Regions from separate parts of the Mus musculus genome. Here all the other regions are linked to region 1. The links are chromatin contacts, called in public Hi-C and HiChIP or PLAC-seq maps. All regions are on one chromosome and are shown on one strand. The core of a region is the stretch at or near the end of the contact, and the rest is flanking DNA. Distances in the headings are between cores, read along the strand shown.

The links. A called contact is a pair of places that touch in the nucleus more often than the background predicts. HiChIP or PLAC-seq counts read pairs in DNA pulled down with a chosen protein or histone mark.
Region 2: a contact with region 1 is called in an H3K4me3 HiChIP or PLAC-seq map of bone marrow-derived macrophages, with 3 times the contacts expected there. The contact joins the enhancer-like site here to the promoter of Tiam1 in region 1. A contact is called at or near these places in 6 of 484 Hi-C or Micro-C datasets (bone marrow-derived macrophages, cerebral cortex and cortical neurons), 3 of 115 datasets of contacts at active chromatin or transcription factors (bone marrow-derived macrophages, double positive thymocytes and microglia) and 3 of 9 other capture datasets (adipose tissue, liver and pancreatic islet).
Region 3: a contact with region 1 is called in an H3K27ac HiChIP or PLAC-seq map of extraembryonic endoderm stem cells. The contact joins the enhancer-like site here to the promoter of Tiam1 in region 1. A contact is called at or near these places in 8 of 484 Hi-C or Micro-C datasets (the N1E-115 cell line, Th2 cells, bone marrow-derived macrophages and 5 more), 5 of 115 datasets of contacts at active chromatin or transcription factors (the HPC-7 cell line, bone marrow-derived macrophages, embryonic stem cells and 2 more) and 3 of 9 other capture datasets (adipose tissue, liver and pancreatic islet).
Region 4: a contact with region 1 is called in a Hi-C map of bone marrow-derived macrophages, with 2.2 times the contacts expected there. The contact joins the enhancer-like site here to the promoter of Tiam1 in region 1. A contact is called at or near these places in 18 of 484 Hi-C or Micro-C datasets (B cells, the N1E-115 cell line, Th1 cells and 11 more), 7 of 115 datasets of contacts at active chromatin or transcription factors (T-cell acute lymphoblastic leukemia, bone marrow-derived dendritic cells, bone marrow-derived macrophages and 4 more) and 6 of 9 other capture datasets (adipose tissue, bone marrow-derived macrophages, embryonic stem cells and 3 more).

The regions. Positions count from the first base shown.
Region 1 is chr16:89,959,190-89,962,246 of GRCm38.p6, reverse strand. Tiam1 (T cell lymphoma invasion and metastasis 1) reads left to right here and starts at 1,420. Exons shown (of 28, transcript NM_009384.3): 1 at 1,420-1,570.
Region 2 is chr16:90,042,281-90,045,614 of GRCm38.p6, reverse strand. It overlaps a transcript of Tiam1 not described here. Among named protein-coding and RNA genes, the nearest start is that of Tiam1, 83 kb to the right of the region's middle. Within about 2 kb of position 1,419, at least 91 of the 459 cell types and tissues checked have an H3K27ac peak or open chromatin away from gene starts, as enhancers often do. A contact at or near this core is called in adipose tissue, bone marrow-derived macrophages, cerebral cortex and 2 more, where this site is marked.
Region 3 is chr16:89,865,621-89,869,020 of GRCm38.p6, reverse strand. It overlaps Tiam1 (T cell lymphoma invasion and metastasis 1), which reads left to right. Exons shown (of 28, transcript NM_009384.3): 7 at 1,287-1,511. Among named protein-coding and RNA genes, the nearest start is that of Gm52239, 73 kb to the right of the region's middle. Within about 2 kb of position 1,335, at least 7 of the 459 cell types and tissues checked have an H3K27ac peak or open chromatin away from gene starts, as enhancers often do. A contact at or near this core is called in cerebral cortex and extraembryonic endoderm stem cells, where this site is marked.
Region 4 is chr16:89,843,031-89,846,102 of GRCm38.p6, reverse strand. It overlaps Tiam1 (T cell lymphoma invasion and metastasis 1), which reads left to right. Exons shown (of 28, transcript NM_009384.3): 13 at 2,769-2,850. Among named protein-coding and RNA genes, the nearest start is that of Gm52239, 50 kb to the right of the region's middle. Within about 2 kb of position 1,357, at least 17 of the 459 cell types and tissues checked have an H3K27ac peak or open chromatin away from gene starts, as enhancers often do. A contact at or near this core is called in Th2 cells and bone marrow-derived macrophages, where this site is marked.

The sequences.
Region 1 (3,057 bases), core at 171-2,670:
GGCTCACAGTCACCTCTACTGGCCAGCAATCCTTGTCTTCATAATACTAGGGCTACTGGCGAGTGCCAGCCAGTATGCTTGGATGTTTTGGATCAGGTCCTCTTGTCTGCTTGGCAAACACTGTAGATCCCTTTCTTACCAATGGCTTCCTGCCTGCCTGCCTGCCTGATTCCGGTTGGTGTTCGAGTCACTGTAATCCCTTTAATGATTATTGCATTTCTATTTTTGTGGTCCATATATTTGAGGAAAGTCCCTTGCGTGGGGACAGGGGTCTTCTTTATCTCATTTATATGAGGACACTGTTGCTGTCTTCAGACACACCAGAAGAGGGCATCAGATCTCATTACAGATGGTTGTGAGCCACCATGTGGTTGCTGGGATTTGAACTCAGGACCTCTGGAAGAGCAGTGATGCTCTTAACCTCTGAGCCATCTCTCTAGCTCCAATATCTTTGACTTTTGCTACAGCTAACAACCTTATACAGTGATAATGCTTTATTCACCTGTCAATCTCAGCCACGACTGCTGCAGCCATGTCAGAAAAGCTCTCTGCTTTGTGCTGCAGATACCCGCCTTCCTACATCATGATGCTTCCTTCCTCTGACCGGCCACACCCGAGGCTTCTTTTTATCACTGGCCATTAGAAGTTTTATTTAATGAAACTAATGTTTGGAAACCAAGGTGGAGCCAGGAGAGCAGTACTCTTTGGAGTGAGGGAGAAGGAAGTTAGTGGGTTTCCTCTGCAATTTTTAGAAACTGTCCTATAAATGTTGTTCATGGGAATCAAACATATGGCCGCTTTGTGTTAGAGGGCCAGCGAGAGAGAACTTCTGGAGGATTTTCTGCACTGTGTTAGCAGTTAGCACTGGTTTTAAAAAGGTTTTTGTTTTGTTTTTGTTTTTCTCCTTTCTCCCTTGTCCGATTTCTATGTTTAAACAAGTGTTTAGGAATTACGTCTCTGTCTAGCAAACCATCCAGGGTTCCGCTCCTGTGGGAGCAGGTAAGGAGGTGTAGTTATCCTTTAGGAGATACCAAGATATCTGCAGGTGACAGCAAACAAGAGCCTATGCTTTGCACAGAGAGCTCAGTTTCACTTGTAAAATAGTTAAGATCCTATAGGGAGAAATCTCAAGGATGTGGCGGAGCAGGGTGCTGGAACTGAACGACAGCCAGCAGAGTCCTCAGCTAGGCAAAGGAACGCCAAAGGCGAGAATTTAATTGAAGAAAGGGGCGGAGAGGGAGGCGAGGATGGAGGAGGAGGGGAGGGAAGAGGAGGAGGAGGAGGAGGAGGAGGAGGAGGAGGAGGAGGAGGAGGAGGAGGAGGAGGAGGAGGAGGAGGAGGAGGAGGAGGAGGAGAGGAGGGAGGTGGAGGAGGAGGAGCCGCCGCCGCCGCCGCCGCCCTGGGCCCTCTCCAACACACCCAAATGACCAGATTCATCATAGCACGAAACTTCACAAGTTACACCCACTCCCTCGCCGGCAGCGGGGAAGGCTACAGCTTCCTGATTTCAGTTACTGGAAGTTGGAGAGATGGAAAGGCGGCCGGGAGTGTGAGCCTCGCTGAGCAGCGGGTGAGCTTCGGAAAATTCAATCCACTTTCTACCCGCAGTCTTCTGGTGCTGGGTACTCGGGGAAAGCTGCTGCGTGAGGCTGTGCCGAGGATGGGTGGGAGCCCCGGAACTCTTTACTGTGGTCTGGGGCTGGGAGACTGAATGGCCAGAGTCCTGGCACTGCTTAGTTTCTATGCTGCACCCAGAGCGCCGCGCTTCTCAGTTGTGCTGTGAGAAGCAGTCTGCCACGCGGGTTCTGACTCTCCGGGAAAAGAGGCTGGAAAACTTCATCAGTTTCTCTTGCCTAAGCGAGGATCATTGTATGAGAGAAACGGGAAAGAGGCAGTGAGATTGATCTTGACACCCACCAGGGATGCTTCCTGCCTGAAACCCACCGTGCTGTGTGAGCCTCGGGCGATTAGGCGGTGTATGGGGTAGGGTGGGTGGAGGGAATGCGAAGGAGAGGGCTGGGATTCTAGGCTGGGCTGGTTTCCTTGGGTGGGGGTGGGGGTGTTCTGAAGCTTTGGCTCCTGACCAACACCTGGATGGGACTTCTGGAATGAGGGTCTGGAAGTCTCGAGTTTTCCCACTAGTTTTGCAATTAGGCTAGTTGGGCTAAAAGCCCCTTTGGCATGGGGAAAGGGGGAGGGGGAGAACTGTTTGTTTATCTGGAACTTCATTTTTGATGTGAGTTTTTCTGCCGCAGCTGGTTGATCTGATTCATTGCCTAATCGAATTTGGGGTAGAGTGAAGAGAGGAAGTTTGGCTGAAGGGTGGCACCAGGTTTGGGGTCTTTGTAAGAGACAATATCCTAGCAAAGCATAAACTCGGACCCCCACTCCCCCTGCTCCGCCCCCCCCCCCCATCCTGATTTTTGTTTTCAGCACACTTTCTTGGGTATGTGGTCTTTGATTGCTGTGTGAAGTCAAAGGAAGTTTTGAGGCTGACATACCTGTTTTGCATATTTCGGATCTCATCAGTGATTTGGTGATGCATTGGAGCCAGGATCTTATATGTTTGTTACTAGCTAATCCTTCATGAAATTACTTTTATAGTAAGAAAGGTAACTGCGATGGCTGGCTCTTAGGTTTGTAACTACCTATCCATTTTGCAACAAACTCCTAGTTTGAAGAGAGTGGAATGGGAGGTGTTCTTAGCTGATCTGGTCATTTTCCTAGTGTCAGATAGGATGGCTCGGCTGTCTCTTCCACTCTGGTATTGCGAATCTGGGAAGCAGGCTGCCGGGAACCTTCTGCTCCCTTGAGGGGTAAAGATCTACATGTAAAGGAACGACTCTGTGACCAAACTAGACCTGGCGGGGGTGGGGGTGGGGGTGGGGGTGGGGGACGGACAGGTGGCATGGCCCAAGCTGTCACACCTGCTAGCTCTTCTGTGGATCCAGAACCAGCTCAGTAGGGAGGTGGCTGTGGGCACGGTGTTGTTGCACCTACTTCTGAGGAACCGGTTGTCTGCCGCTCTGCAGGAGGCAGCTGAACTGGATCTTGTGA
Region 2 (3,334 bases), core at 170-2,669, 83 kb before region 1:
GTCCCTGAAATACCTGTTTATCATCTCTCGTCTGTTATGAGAAGGCCTAATTATTCCCAATGGTCAGAAGTGGTTAGGGAATGTGCAGGCCCGGCCACGTCCTTCACAGGGCTGTCAGTGACGCTTCCCTGTTCAAAGTTAGAGTCGTGAGATGAAGAGCGGGACCTATGGCTTCTGCCCATCAGGCAATTGTGATTTCTGTGGCCGCTACCCAAAGTGGTTAAATCCTGGGAGCAGGTACGCGTGAGATATGCTCGAGTCTGGGTTTGGGTACCTCAGTTCATTGCAGCTCTGAGTCAGAGTCGAGGTGTCACTGGTGTGACTTCAAGGTGTGGTGCTTTCATATTTGTGTGTGTGTGTGGCCTGGTGCAGGTCCTTTATCCAACCACTGCGTCTCCCTTCCTAAATCCTAGGGAGCTTGTTAAAATGAAGATGCTGAGGACCCCATCTTCCCAGAGGCGCTTCTTGGCCATGCTGGAATCCAGCTCCTTTGTGCTGTCTGCCACTGGCTTCGGCTTTGACCCAGGCCTCCTTACCTGCCCAGTTCTGGTCTTAGAAGAACCCTGCAGTGCTGCCTGCTCTTTCTCCTTGATAGCTGATCAACTTGTTCATCCCTCATCTTTGACCTTTAAGCCCAAGCAGTTTTTAGCAATTCCTACAGAAATTAGGTCACTTGAGCAAGAGTCCTCTGACTCTTAAGGTTCTCGTTTGGTAATCCAATGTAACCTGTCCCTCGTCTATAAGTCCACTCTTACAACGGCTGGGGTCTGGATCCCCCCCTCCCGACCTCATTGGAATATTTGTATTTTATTTATTTCAGAAATGTTTTTCTTTAGTAAAATTCATATTCTTTATTGGTGTGTCCAAAGACCGAATCCTAAATTAAAGTCCAAAACACATTGGCTTAACTGAACAAAAGGTTAGGTTTTTTTTTTTTTTTTTTTTCTATATGAAGTTGACTCCTAAATGACTATTATGGAACGGAGGTTCTTTCTACATTGTAGCTCTCCTATCTCTAACCTGTGCTCCAAGTTTATCATCTATGTTCTGCTAGCTAGAGATTAGTAGCAGAACACATTTCTGTTTCCTAGGGGCTGGGAAATATCGGGTAAAGTGCTGGGGTTTTTTTTCTTTTTTGATAAATTTTGCATTTTCACTAAGTGTTAGTGCTTATACTTCAGCAATCCTTGGGATACAGGGTCCCTTCAGCAGTGCCTTAGTCAATCCTCTGTGTCACGTTTTCAGTGTCCTTCAGTTGTGATGATCCGAGCACTTGACAGCTGATTTTTTTTCTTTTTTAAACGATGAAAAACGGAACAGTCCCTTCCGCACCGGAAAGAGAAGTTGAACAAGGAAGACACACTGAGTTTCTGCCCTTATCCTGAGTTTGCAGAGGAAGCATGGTGACTCGTGCGGCCACTGATTAGGCGACCAGCGGTCCCGTGGTCCTCGTGTTGCAGCTTCTCTGCTTTGCCGTGGTCCGCCTTCCCGATCTGAAAGAGAATCTTGATGGCCTCACTCTGCTCCCCTCGGTGCTCTGTGAGGCTCCTGGGACTAGAATGCCAAGCACAGGAAACACCAGCGTCTCCTTCCCTAGTCGTGGCCACAGTGGAGAGCTGTCAAGCTCACTTGTCTCTTGTAAGCTACTGACAACACATAAGGCTTCGCTTCAGGTCCTGGTTAGCATCGTTGATCTGGGAGCAGGGCAGCTCTGATGGCATCTGTTACAGACTTTGGGTTTTTGTTTTGTTTTGTTTTTTTTCCCCTCCTCAAGATAGGGTTTCTCGGCGGGCGTGGTGGCACACGCCTTTAATCCTAGCACTCGGGAGGCAGAGGCAGGTAGATTTTTGAGCTCGAGGCCAGCCTGGTCTACAAAGTGAGTTGCAGGACAGCCAGGGCTATACAGAGAAACCCTGTCTCAAACAAACAAACAACAACAACAACAAAATAGGGTTTCTCTATAGCCCTGGCTGTCCTGGAACTTGCTCTGTAGCCCAGGCTATCCGTGAATACAGAGATCTGCCCACCTGTGCCTCCTGAGGGCGAGGCTTAAAGGTGCTTGCCACCAAGCCCGGCTTGTTTTATTCCCTTCTTAACTTTCGTTGATTGATTGTGTGAGCATTCGTGGATGCATGCATGCCTCGTGTGTGTGTGTGTGTGTGTGTGTGTGTGTGTGTGTGTAGGTCAGAGGTCAATTCTATGGCCCTGGTTCTTTGATGCCATGGGATTTGGGGCTGAAACATAGAAAGATGTTCATCAGCCTTTGAGCAAGGACCTCAGCTCACTGAGCTGTCTCACGGGGCCGCGGTTTACTTTTAGAGCAGGGATTGGGATTATTTGGTTTCCAGAATGGGGCTGTATGTCACACATGGAGCGGAGAGGCAGAGAGCAGCGGTATGTGACGTGGGGTGGTGAGGGAGGGGCCGGCGAGTGGCTCATCAGGCTTCCTTGTTTCCATGGGGGCTTAGAACAGTTGGGACTTAGATAGGGTTTGAGCAGATTGCAGGTAAAGGGGAAACGATACTGGATTGTGAATACAGAGCCTTTGCCTGAGACTTTCCTTACGCTTCTGACTCAACACTGCCTGTTGCTAAGCTACTGAAAAATACAGCACAGGCTGGTGGATGCTACACTGAACATGGCTCCAATGCTAAGTAATGGCGGGTCGTAAATACTGGGCGTGAGTTTCTGTTACCCTCTCATTTCTTCCTCTTAATGATGTTAGGAGGTGTGACTTCTGTTTTGTCTCCTTTTTACCCAGTGAGGGAAACTGAGGCATGGAGAACGCAGGTAGTTACAAGGGGTCAAGTCCCTGGAGACAGTCTGAGTGGTGAGATCTTACCCCACCCGGGGTCCACTTGGTTCTGCTTTAGCCATTGCTTTCTTGGACAAGTACTTCAGGGAGAGAGACACCCTGCTCTCTCCTTACACATGGACTGCATGTCTTAGAGAAGTGGGCTCCTCTCTTGCGTCCGTCGTGATGATGATGTCGTCTGGGTTAGCACGCTGTGCTGCCAGCTTTGTGAGGATGTGGGTGAAGTCAGCTCTCCTTCTCGGTTCCCTTTGATGGTGTTTTTTTTTTTTTTTTTGCGCGAAGATAAGACAGGGCACTTATGCATACCAATGACTTGCCAACTGCAGTGTCTCTTGGGGATCTGCTCTCAGGATAGCACCAGTGGGATGTGTTGTAAATTACTGAGTGCTTTGGAAGTTTGTGGTACTCCTTCCGGGGTCAAGGGAAGATGGTGTTGGGTATCACTGAGGCCAGATCTGTGTTTGGTCATCTTGTCAATGCCCTTTTTCCCGTCCAGGTGTTTCTTAGGAGTTAATGGAG
Region 3 (3,400 bases), core at 86-2,585, 93 kb after region 1:
AGCCAGTCATTTCTTCAGCTAAGCTAAACCCGGTGCCTTTACGGAGTTCTTTGGGCTTAAGGGAATACCTGGAAAAGTTCGTCATCTCCATTTTTACAAATATTTCCTGACTGATCTCCTAGTTTTGAAAAAAGTGTTTTTATTAATATTTTGGAGAATTTTATATAACCTATTTTGATTATACTTGCCCATCCCCCAACTCCTCCAGATCTTTTTCCACCTCCCTCCCTACCCACCTGTCTGTCTGTCTATCTGTTTGTCTCTTCCCACGCCATCTCTAACTTCCTCTTTGTCTCTCTTTTAACCCATTGAGTCAAGTTTGTGTTGGAGACTGCTCCTTGGTGTGGAGCCTGCTCACCCTGGAGTATGACTGATAAACCAGATGTCTCATCGTTAGAGCAAAGAGATGCCCCTCTCACAGCAGCAGTCAAATACCAGTAGCTCCCCGGCTAGGCTGAGCTAGGGGTGAGCTAGGCTGAGCTAGGGGTGAGCTAGGCTGAGCTAGGGGTGAGCTAGCCTGAGCTAGGGGTGAGCTAGGCTGAGTTAGCCTGAGCTAGGCTGAGCTAGGGGATGAGCTAGCCTGAGCTAGGTTGAGCTAGGGGTGAGCTAGCCTGAGCTAGGTTGAGCTAGGGGTGAGCTGGGGTGAGCTCGGGGTGCCTACTCCACCCTTTCATCCTGGGGATTTGGTCTGGTTTGAGCTTGTACAGATCATGTGAATTTTTTAATAACAAGTTATCACATGAGTTTTTGCCCCCAAATGTTGCCACTTTTGCCTTGCAGAGCATCTTTGTCTTATGCTATCCCTATTTGGGGGTCACCTGTCCCTTGGCATGGGCCACATAATGCTCTCAAGTGTTCTCGTTAAACAAACAAGCTGTTGGTGGTTTGTGAGTGGCTCACTGCTGCACATGGATGCATTCCTGGAGACCTGGAGGCTGTACTGGTCCTGGCCGCCTTGAGCCTCTCCTTGCCCTGGTTTTGATAGAGCTGCTTAAGACTGGGTGCGTTGGTTGTTAGCATGCAGCTTGTTCAAGGGTGCTGTTTGAGGGGGTGTGGTGTGGGGTTGGGGTTAGCCCTCCTTTGTGGATTTCTAGAAGGGGTGTGTTAAGGTAGGTTTGTGTGTGTGTGTGTGTGTGTGTGTGTGTGTGTGTGTGGTCGGTCTGTCTGTCTTGTCTGTCTGTCTAGACCTGACACCTGGCCTCAGAGACACTGCCTCCCGGGACTCACTGCTAGTTTCTGTGACCTTGTATGAAGAGGCTTCTTCTCCCTGCTCCCTTCTCCTGTAGACCACGAGCCAGACAGAGCTGGAGAACTGGATCACCGCCATCCACTCTGCCTGCGCAGCTGCCGTCGCAAGGCACCACCACAAGGAGGACACGCTCCGCCTCCTCAAGTCGGAAATCAAGAAGCTGGAGCAGAAGATCGACATGGACGAGAAGATGAAGAAGATGGGGGAGATGCAGCTGTCTTCCGTCACCGACTCGAAGAAGAAGAAGACCATCCTAGACCAGGTGACCGACCGCCTTTGTGCGTCTGGAGCGGGCCAGATTTGTTAGCGCTTTTGTTTTTTTGTTGCTGTCTGGGGATCCTGAAACAGCTTCTGTTCTCTCGGAGACAGCCTGTCACCCAGACTGGTAAACTCTTTATTGTGACTGTCAGATTTCCTCGCCCTTTGTTCAGAGTTGATTGTTTTTGCGCTGACGGGAACGATAAGACATTGAACAGAAGGCAGAAATGGGAGGGGAGGGCCTTCCGAATCCTTCCAGTCCACGTGTTTCCAGGGGAATCTGTGCCATTTGAAATCTATGATGTCCTTCCTCACCTTATCATAGGGCTCACCTGTGCGGAGGATTCCTGGCTCCTCAGTGAACTCACATTTAAAAAGTGACGGGTGTTTCTCAAAGTCCACTCAGCTCGCCCTCACTACACATTGGGAATTGGTTTCAAGAACCTTGCAGAATCCCAAATCTGTGTGTGCCCTGGTCCTTGACATAAAAGATGGCGTCGTATGTTTTCATAACCCATCCCTGCATCATTTGTGGTACCTGGTAGATATGTTATGTAAATAATTGCTGTGCTGTGGTGTTTAAGGAATAATGACAAGGCAAAAGTCTGTACGTGGTCACTATAGCTATAGGGTACAGAGTGCCCTTTGTTCTATTCTTTCTGTTATTGGTTGCTGTAAATTCACAAAGCAACTCACAAGGCAAATTCGCATAGCAAAAAAACCATTTGAATCGAACAACAGCTTAGCGGTCAGCGCATGTGAGATATTAGGTGCCACTTCCCACATCCAGTTCTAGAAGGAACCTAACTCCGTGTTTGCCTCCCTCAGCCTCTGGCTCCCTGTCTTGAGAGGTTTCCCTTTGAGTTGTTCCCTAATAATGTATTCGCTTAGTATGCGACCCTTTCGCCTGCCTTCTTCCCTTAGCAGGGCCTCTTGGAGTTGATGTGCACCCCCTCGCTTACACATCGGCACACCTTCCTCCTTCGGGCCCCGTTCCTTATTCCCTGTCCAGACACACCCCTGGACCGTCTCTCCTTAGATGAGCATTTGAGCCATTTGCAGCTTCTCGGCTGCTGGGAATACTGCCGTCACGAGCGTCTGGGTTCTCACGGAGTTTTACCAGAGATTAGAAAGGGAGATGTCACTGATGACCCCTCAGCTCTCACGTTGTCCTTTTTGAAAATTTGACTTTAAGTGTGTGAGTGTCGTTTGTGGCGTGTCTGGGCATCGCGCACATTCTTGGTGCCCACAGAGGTTAGAAGAGGGCATCGGAACCGCTAGAGATGAAGTTATAGGCAGTCATGAGCTGTCCCGTGGGTGCTGGGAACAGACCCCGGGTCCTGTCAGAGCAACAAGAGCGTTTAGCTGCTGAGTCATCTCTCCAGCCCCAGGAGCTTACAGTCTGTGTCAGCGTGTTATTCTTGAATGCACCTCACCCCTCTGTGATCTTGCTTGAATGTCATATCAGTAGCTAGAGGATATCTTGCCACTTTGAGTGACAGAGACACGTGTGTGGGCACTAGCTGTGGGTGGGACCCCTTACCCAGTATCTGGGTCTCCACCACTGACAGCTTCCTACCTCCAACCCTTTCTTACCACCCCGTGCTTACCGTGTTTACCAAAGCCTTTAGTTTATTTGCTTTTGACCTTTAACTGACTTTCTTTTTCTTTTCTTTCCTTGGTAAAAGCTCTCTCTTAGCCCACATGAAAGTTCCCTGGTACTGGGAATCCCTCCATTTTCATTCCTTCCATCTTAGGTTAGTGGTCAGAAATTACACACACACACACACACACACACACACACACACACACACTCTCCATGACCCATGACATCTTGGCTAGGAGAGCACCAGTAACTAACAATGTACTTTGTTTCTGATACTGAGTTTATGG
Region 4 (3,072 bases), core at 108-2,607, 120 kb after region 1:
AATGTGCAGCCAAAATTGATTAATTTATTTATTCATTCATCTCGCAAATATTTACTTAGCGTTTCTGTGCCAAGAATAATCTCTGATCCTCACAGGGTATGTGCCAGAGGTGGGGGGGGGGGGGTCCTGTTTCTGGAGGAGCCTCTATTCAGGTTCGCAGAAATACATGTAAAAACCTGTCACTGGCAGCAGGTTTTCAGGCTTGGAGAAGCAAGAAGTTAGGGAGAGAGGCACGGTGCTGGCATGCTGAGGTGTGAGGTGAGTCTGGGGGTGAGGAGAACAAGATGTGAGTCTCACGTGTTTTACAGAAAAGTGTTTCAAGAAGGTGTGACATGGGTCTGGGGAGAAAGGTCAGTTGGTAACATTCCTGCCACAGAAGCCTGAGCTCTAGACTCCGGTACCCCTGTAAACGGTGGTACAGAGCCAGGCACCTCTAATCCCAGTGCAGGAGGCAGAGACAGCGGGAGCCTCAGACCTGGCTGGCTGGCCAGCCTGGCTGAATTGGCGAACTCTAGGCTCAGTAAGCGACGCCATTGATAAAATTTGAAAGAGAGAGAGAGAGAGAGAGTGTGTGTGTGTCTCAGTTCTTAACTTCTCACGCAATACAAAATGAAGACAATCTGCCTATCATTTGTGTTGTATTAGGTAGGTATCAAGTGCAATCTAAAGACAATTCAAAGCCTGTGTGACATAGCTTTTATGCAAATACCACACTGTTTCCCATAAGAGAGTTGAGCACCCATGGGTTTGGAGATTCTGGGGTCCTGGAGATCCTGAAACCAGTCCTGTGAGTTACCTAGTAATGGCAACAGCTGGCCTCTATTGTAACAGGCTCCTTGAGGTTGGTGTATGCCAAGCGCACTCTAGGACACGGGACGACTCCCTGCTGGCTAGGGTACTGTGGCTAAGAGGCCTTTGTGGCTTAGGCTGGCATGGTCAGGGGAGACGGGGAGACAGGACTAACAGCATGTGGTTAGAGCAGTGTTAAAAACTTATGATGTTTCCCCTCTGGGGCCTGGGGGAGGTGCTTCAATAGTACTTTAAACGTGGAACTTCAATATGTGTGCCACTTGCCTGTGCATAAGGTGGCCAGCTTTCAAATTCCCTAGCCCAGATCCTGTGGTTTCAGAAAACACATTTTAAGACACAGAAGTTTCCTGTATTTTTTTACTTTTTTTTTTTTTCCTTAACCTGGCCTGAGTCTCAGTCAGCACAAGAGTGAGCGTGTGGCCCCGAGGCTGGCTTATGTGACACCGAGACAGTGGACACAGTGGAGAGCAGAAATTCTGAGCAAAGTATCCCACTGGCTCTCTGCAGAGATGGTCAGAACTAACGGGTCTATGCTGTCACCTAGTGGGAAGGACTGGCTGCTACACATATTTAAAAATAAATGAGCAGGGCTCAACCCCAGCAGAGATGAACACTGTGGTATTGAGTGAGCATGGTGCTTGTCCTGCCATGTCTTGTCAGCTTTCTTTAAATAATTCCGTATTTGTAATTGTAGTGGCTATATTTTCTGATCTTTAAATCACTGAAGTCCTCTAATTGGAGAATTTAATTTTGTGAACTGAAGTGTCTAAATAAAATCATATTGAATTATGCCCCCGGACACCCAGGCTGTACGGCCAGTGTTCCTAGCTCTAACCCCTATCACATTGTGTCATAGTATACCATTAAAAAAAAAAGACCCGTGCTTTCTTCTTGACTGTATAAAATGACATCCTGAAGAGATGGGGCAGGGGTAGACGTCACCGAGGTCCGCTTCAGTGACTCAGGATGCAGTACCTATCAAATTCTATGGCTTGAGATTTATTTTCATTTCCAGATCAGTAAGAGTTTGCATTTGTCTTCAAATTTGGATTTCAGCTATAGGTTTTTTACCTAAGAAGGCTCATCCTCCTAACCTCAGGCCTCTTTGGGTTTCACACTGGGCTGGGAGTCACCATGGTGGGACACAGAGAGAGCCATATCTCTGGGGCTTGCAAGACTGCATTTAGACCCTGCCCAGCCCACCCTGGCTTTACAAACATGTTAGAATACTTTCTCACCAGCCTTAGCGCCCTGTTTGTGAAATGGACGTTGTAATTGTCCCAGGATGGAATGATAAGGCACACAGTTGAAATTCATGTCTTGTGAGTTAGCTCCAGATATATGGAACTGCACTGTCAGTTGATTTAAACATTTTCTGATGCGCGAGCTATATAATACTTTAATCTTGCATTTATACAGAAACACATTCTAGACTATGTTGGGTTTATAGATGGTTGGTTGATTTGTGTACTTACTTTTCTTTATGATTTTGTATAGTTGAGTGGCTAACCGAGAATCTCATCACACAGACAGTCTGTATCTACCAGTTGATCCTGCTGTGGATTTCCTCCTGTGGAAGTGCTGTGTGAACAGGCAGAGATGTCTAGTACTGTGCAGGCCTTCACTCAGCATATTTATAACCTCCTTTTGATTTTGACGAGTCCCCTGCCCCAGCACTAGAGGGTTTAATGATGGGGGCATTGTGTTTCAGGTCTGTGATGAATTTAGGGTGCTCTATAGAGTGATGTGCATGTGGAGAGAGCGTGGTTAGAAGCAGCCTGGTTTTCTAAGCTTAGCTGAGCGTGGTGCTGAGAACTGAAGGTTTTTCACTCAATAAAAACACTGATGTAGCATGAATTTTTGTTCAAGTATCAATTATGAAAAAGCAAATTTACAAAATGCTGATCTGTCGTATTTGCGATGGGCCCCTCACTCGCCCCCCTCTCTCTGATTTGCAGCTTTACAAAGAAATTGAAATCTGTCCAAAAGTCACCCAGAATATCCACATTGAGAAGTCAGACGCGGCCGCTGATAATTACGGTAGGTTTTTATTTGTCTTTGGTCTTGGGTGTTTGTGTTTCCAGTTAAAGCATTTCATCTGTAAACAGAACTGAGCATATTTACAATTCAATAAGAAGCCCTTGGGGCCTGTTTTAAACACACATCTGGCTCCTGTGCCATGAAGTGCAGCTGAGCTATGAGAGACGCTCAACCCGGGCATGGGGGGCATGGGGGGCATGGGGGGCATGGGGAGGAAAGCCT